2 separate regions of the Xenopus tropicalis genome follow, and region 2 is linked to region 1. A link is a contact called in public Hi-C data. All regions are on one chromosome and are shown on one strand. Each heading gives the region's core, a stretch centred on a gene start, on an enhancer-like site or on the middle of the called end of the contact. The rest is flanking DNA. Distances are from core to core; before and after follow the strand shown.

The links. A called contact is a pair of places that touch in the nucleus more often than the background predicts.
Region 2: a contact with region 1 is called in a Hi-C map of neurula embryo, with 5 times the contacts expected there. The contact joins the enhancer-like site here to the promoter of taf1b in region 1. A contact is called at or near these places in 5 of 5 Hi-C or Micro-C datasets (brain, gastrula embryo, liver and 2 more).

Annotation. Positions count from the first base shown.
Region 1 is chr5:138,009,375-138,012,692 of UCB_Xtro_10.0, reverse strand. taf1b (TATA box-binding protein-associated factor RNA polymerase I subunit B) reads right to left here and starts at 1,826. Exons shown (of 15, transcript XM_002938888.5): 1 at 1,644-1,826. The coding sequence starts at 1,661.
Region 2 is chr5:138,114,419-138,117,736 of UCB_Xtro_10.0, reverse strand. No RefSeq gene overlaps it. Among named protein-coding and RNA genes, the nearest start is that of klf11, 24 kb to the left of the region's middle. Within about 2 kb of position 1,621, at least 2 of the 11 cell types and tissues checked have an H3K27ac peak or open chromatin away from gene starts, as enhancers often do. A contact at or near this core is called in neurula embryo, where this site is marked.

The DNA of each region.
Region 1 (3,318 bases), core at 577-3,076:
ACTCAGTAATTATGTGCTGGGAGTTGCTGTGTATCCACAGAGGAGGAGGCATATGGATTTAAGGGTGTATTAATATGACATAATATAATTCTTTAACATATGAAGGAAGGGTGATTTCCTGCAGTGAGCACCAACTATTTGGGTATTTACTGTGCTATCACCATTAATGTGAGTGTGGTCTTAAAAGCTCTTGTGATAACATTAGAGCTGTCAACCTGACCCCAAACCGCTTACTGGGCATACACACCACAAAATTCACCACAGGTTTTTGCGAGAATCAGGAGAATGCTGCTGGAGGACAAGAGAAAGGGGGAGAACCACCAAAGTTGGGTAACTCCTAAAGAAATGGGGGGGCAGCTCTGTAACATGGGTGTGGTTTGAATGGGAATTGTCAAAACTAGCTTCCATTATCAACCCTCCACCACAAAGACAGACCTCAGTACCATAGTTGAACAGCACTGCTTTCAAACAATCATTTAATTTTCTCGTCTGATGTATTTTATACTTAATATAAGGCAGCTGGATAGAACTGCTAATGTTTTAAAAAAGAGCAAACAAAAAGGTAGTTATTACCAAACTGACCTCCAAAAAGCTATGGTTTGCCAGGTTAGCATACGTGAATTTGATTGTTTACAGTGTAACCCTTTTGAAATAAAAAATAACAAAAACGGTATAACGGTGATACCTTTATTGGCTAACTAAGATAACCATAGCAAGCTTTCAGAGGTAATCAGCTTGACAAAGGAACTAGAACAGGGGTCGGGAACCTTTTTGGCCGAGAAAGCCATAAACACCACATATTTTAAAATGTAATTCCGTGAGAGCCGTACAATATGTTTGGCCGCGGATGCTGCGGGACAAGGTAGGGTGGGTCCCAATGATACCGGATGCGATGCGGAGGAGGGTGTGGCCTGCGCTCGGCAGATAGAAGACGTGTTCTAAGGCTTAGAACACGTCTATCTGCCGAGCACAGGCCACACCCCCGTTTGTTTTTTTTATTAAAGATTTGGCAGTGAGCCAGATGCAGCCATCAAAAGAGCCCCATCTGGCTCCCGAGCCATAGGTTCCCTACCCCTGAACTAGAATGTTCTGAAAGCTTGCTATAGTTATCTTAGTTAGCCAATAAATGTATCACCTTTATACCACTTTTGTTATTTTTTTATTTCAAAAGGGTTATTCTGTAAACATTTTGACTGACTAACACGGTACATCACCTTTTCGTGAATATGAGTGTGACGCACTATTGTACAAAGTTTGCTGCATGCACTGTAATCCACAAAACCAATTAGCAGATGGCATTTGTTTAATGAAAGCACATCGCTTTTTGGTTGTTAAGGAGTCTAAAGTAAACTTGGCACCTTATTACATATCCAACTGAAAATTAATATAGCATTTCCCATGAGTTACTTCCCCACATGAGGCTATTCCCAAACTATCGCTCTTCTCAATATAGCCATGCATGAAATGCCTCAGCACATCCAATACCCATTAAAGCTTTATACACTTCCACTGCATTTGACACCACACGTAGAAGAAACTCGAGTGGGATGAAAACCCTAATAGAACCAACGCGACTTCTCCTACAACTACGACACGTGACTCGCCGAGCGTCGCCGGGCATGACGTCACACGCCCTTACTCACAGCGTCTTCCTCCTCCATAGTGCGTTACGTGTCCGGGGTCCGCGCTATGAAGGGAAGCTCCGCTAATGGTCAAATTTTGGTGCCGGCGGCGCCGGTAAACTCGCGGTTACAGGACTGTGGATTTTTGTGGCGTCGCGTAGTTTTCGCGTCACTTCCTTTGCCATTTCCTGGCCGCTACTAATAGTCACGTGGTCTGCATGAACCCATCGATTTTGTACCTACACAGTAGAATGTTCCAGCTTTAATGCTGAAAAGCTCTGCACTGTAAAGAGATAATGCCATGGGGTTCAGACGTATTCAGGGTCAGGGAGACATTAAGGAAAGGTTCAGTGTAAATATAAAACTGGGTGAATAGGCTTTGCAAAATAAAGCATGTTTTTAGTATTATTAGCCAGAAATCCTAGTATTATTAGCCAGAAACCTATAAAGGCTGGCAACGGATGTCTTATGTAATAGCCAATAACACTGGATAAATCATGATGTCTTCTACAGCAGGAATTGTTAATCTCAGAGGAAAGTCTTACACTTCGGGGTATATTTATTATGCTGTGTAAAAAGTGGAGTAAAACATCACCGGTGATGTTGTTCATAGCAGCCGATCATATGCTTTGCTTTGGTTTTCTAACTGTTGAAACCTAATTGCTGATTGGTTGCCCTGAGCAACATCACTGGTAATGTTTCACTCCACTTTTTACACAGCATGATAAATATACCCCTAAGTGTGCAATTCTGGCAACAACCAAGTAGACCTGTGCTCCATGCAAGGGTTTATCTCTGGAATCCCAGGCACCTTCTTCAACCCACAGTTGCCCCTCCAGTGCGCCAACCTGCATACCAGGTCCTCTCTGTTTAGGCCCCCAAAGGCCACGGTCTGCTCTCCCTATAGCTGTGCCACGTCTCTCCTCTTTAATCAACCGTCATCTGCCTTTTCTATAGAACAGTTGAAAACCCTTAAAGGTATTTTTCTCCCTGAAATCTTCATTGGAAATCTTACAGAGAGACATCAGCTTTATACCCCTCAGACTTGGCTAACAGGGTAAATAGCACCGTCAAGGACATCTGGACAAAAGATACAATTTTTCTGCAGTTTATCATGTTTCTGGTAACATCAAGACATGATTTACAAAACTTTGTTATGGTAATTTGCACTTTCTGTTGTGCACCCAATATTTTATATTTTATATATTGGGTACGCTTGATAAAGGGTATTGACCCGAAACATGTCGTGTTACCACTACCCACAATAAATGTTTTGCAGTAAACCTGCTGAAGCTTTTTTCCTATTTTTTGGATTGGAACAAAATCACTTATTAACATTGCGCAAAGCTGGTTCCGTCTTAAACCTCTTATGTGGTTGATGGAAAAGGTGGCTCTACAAAATTTTACATTGAGGAGACTGAATACCTATTCAAACAGCACATTTCAAAAATTTCTCTTGAGATTTTTTCTAACACATAGTAACACAGTAATAGGTCAACAGAAAACACTTGTCCATTGAGTCCATCATTTTGGTCTAATGAATGCTGCCTAACTGCTAGGTAATCCAGAGAAAAGTGAAAAAAACACCTGAAGCCTCTATAACAGGGGCCTTTCTTTTTTTTTTTTCTTCTATAATTTTTATTGGTTTATAACAACAAAATAAATGTTTCACGTTACATGAATCAAGTTGCATCTA
Region 2 (3,318 bases), core at 372-2,871, 110 kb before region 1:
ATTATAATCATTATTTTCAATCTAGAGTTACATTTTTCTTACAGGGGAGAAGCAAGGCAATGGGGTCCTGGCCCCTTTCTAAACAAATATTTCTATGATCTCCTTTGAAGAAATGTGTGTTTAAACCAAATTTTCTCCAAAAGTACCCTAAGTACTCACATTGGTTTATCAATGATTTATTAGAGATGCGGACGTGGTCCCATTGGATTCTACAACAATTTGTCCAACAGATTAACTCTACTGATATGTATCCTTAACAATTACAGCCAATGGACAGAAGCTTCATTTTCTTGGCACACAGATTTATAAAGTTACCATGGTATCTGTCAATTTATACTGAATAACTGAAAACAAAATATAAAAAATAAAGACTAATTGCAAATTGTTTAAGTGTAAACTACAAACTACAACTTTGCTACTTATACATGTTGTATCTGTAATTCTTGTTCCAATTGTATTAAAGGTGAATTGGTATATTACCTGAGGAGAGGAACCCCTATATTATTCCGGAGACACTAGAAATGTCTGTGAACATTTATATCATCCAGTACCAGTTGGACAGACATCAGAGAGAACCTGGGATTATGGAACACAAATCAGCTATTAAGACAAAGAAAGGTGATCAATGATATTCTGAGACAATTTGCAATTGGTTTTCATTTTTTATTATTTATGGTTTTTCAGTCATTTAGCTTTTTGTTCTGCAGTTCTTCAGGTTGGAATTTCACCAGCTATCTAGTTGCCAGGGTCTTGGTTACCTTAGCAACCAGCCAGTGGTTTGAGTCTGAGACAGGAATATGAATCGAAGGGGGCCTGAATAAAGAGACAAGAAATAAAAAGTAACAATAATAAAATTGTAAGCTTGCAGAGCAATAGTTTTTTAGCTGTCCCCCATTAGACAGCTGCAAATATGTAGAAGAAGAAGAAAAATAGCTCAAAAACTATAGAAAATAAATAAACCAATTGCAAAATTGCTAGGAATAGGACATTCTATAACTCATTAAATCACCCCTTTAACCAAATAAAGATCCAGTTTTTGATGGAGTTGAACATTGAGGTTCTATGACAGGAAGAAAGTTGTATGTCAAGAAGTGGGTCAAATGCCTGGATATTTGGAACACCATGATTTTTAGATATGTTTTGGGTAAATGCTTGTGTTTTAATATTTAGGGGGCTATGTAATAAAATGCGCCAACTTTCTCAAGGAGGAGTAACCTCTAGCAACCAATAAGATTTTTGCTTTTAAACAGCTAACTAGGAAATGCTACCTGCTGACTGGATGATATGGGTTCTGCTCCTTTTGTATACAACCCCCTTTGTATAGTTTTTATCTTATTTATTACAGATGGATTTAGGGATTACAATTATCTGGTGACTGAGTGGACTTCTCATGTTTAAATACATATGTTACAAGTTGGGATACAATTGTAATAACTGTATAAATATGAGACTGGAGAGGATATATCTGTATCATTGTAATATTTATGTGATATTTGGTACTTGCCGTTTTCAATGTGGCCACATGGTGGCAGTGTTTGTTAAGCTTAAGGTGAATAGTGAGCGCTTGGTTGTTTAGCTTGATAGAGGGCTGCTATAGGCCTGAAACATCTCTTTTATGGTCTGAGCCAGTACTGCGTGAAATGGGTTTTTTTCATTCTTTTTATTTCAGGCGCAGTGAGGAACACAACTGAGTCCATGTGACAAGGGCATACAGACACCAAACAGTATAAACCTGACACATCATGTTTAGGAGTCATGGGAAGCTATGTAAGTTCACATACAATGTACCATTATAATATATATATTTGATCAGATAAAGGGCTAAAAGATCAGTGCAAGGTTAATAAGGAATTAGAAAAAAAAGAAGAAAACAGAAACACAATGCAAAGAGGAAAAATGAACAGGAGCTGGCTCTGGGTCCCTTGGCACCCACACCTTCTAATCCATAGACAGGGGGATCTGGCAGCACACTTTCATTCCATGAACTGATTCCAAAGCAATTGTGGATTCAGGTTTTAAGATTAATATAGCTAATCAGCTAATCGGCCCGTGTATGGGCAGAACAGAGCTGCCTGGCCGACCGATATCTGGCCTGAAATTGGCCAGATCTCGATTGGCCAGGTTAGAAAATCCGGTCGGATCGGGGACCGCATTGGCTCGTTGATGCGGTCCCCGAACCGACTGCCCCATAAGCTCAAATGTAATTATTTTTTTTTTAAAGCAGCTTGCTACCCAATATCGCCCACCCGTAGGTGGGGATATCGGGTGAAGATCCGCTCACTTGGCGACATTGCCAAGCAAGAGGATCTTGTAGTGTATGGGCACCTTTAGCCATGTAGTTTTAAGGTGGGAGCTTTCCGTGCAACAAAATTTAATCCATCTTGTAAAACTACTGCCAGAGAACTGGAATAAAGCTATTAATTATTTGCCTAATTTTGTAAAACTGATTACTAAAGGGAGTCAAAAAAGTCGGTAAACGATTGCCACTCTTAATCCTGGTTGCACAAGAACCCTTATTGTTAGCAAGCAAACTTGACACACTCTGTTCGTAGAGCCTTAACAAAAGCTGCAGATAATGACTTCCTATTGTACCCCCGGCTCAAAAATCTGTCACGCAAAGTGTGGGCTGTGCATCCTGCTACTCCTACCTTGTGCCTCAGAATGACATGCAAGGAAAGGCCAGTAGGGGGCGGTGTGCCTACACCTACCCGGTGTGCCTTCAGCTATCTGCACAATGCCCCAATTTGCAGACAAATGGGCAGTTGCAGGCTTTTCTTAGTATTGCGTGTGTCTTTGTGAATGAGCCCTTAAGACTTTTTAAGTAGAGTTTTCATGAGTGCTGTTCATTTTATATAGTCAGGATTTCTGATACCATAATCTTGCTTGTTGGTTCTGACTTTGAAGAGAGTAGGTTTGCTGCCAGTTCCAAGACCCAGCTGGACACACACTTGTATGAATACAGACGCAATAATAGGTGCCTATGATTATATTCACACGAAACGCATCAGGATTTATGAATAAAGCTGTTTGAACCTTCACCGCTGTTCTGGTGCCTGATAAGTGCGTGTCCAGCTGGGTCTTGGATTGGTTATTTTCCCCTCAAGCTGGGGGGTCTGGGACGCTGCACCCAGATCACCAAAAGGGAGCGGTGAGTGACCTGTATATTTTCTAATCACAGAAAGGAATCTAAGTTGGTTGGCCGATTACGGAGAGAAAGGTCTAAGTAAAACGTTGGGGCATGGGCATCTGGACCTCTTTGTGAATTTGGTGAACTTGATATTTTGCTTTAAACCTTTTTAGTGACCAACCTCCAACAAA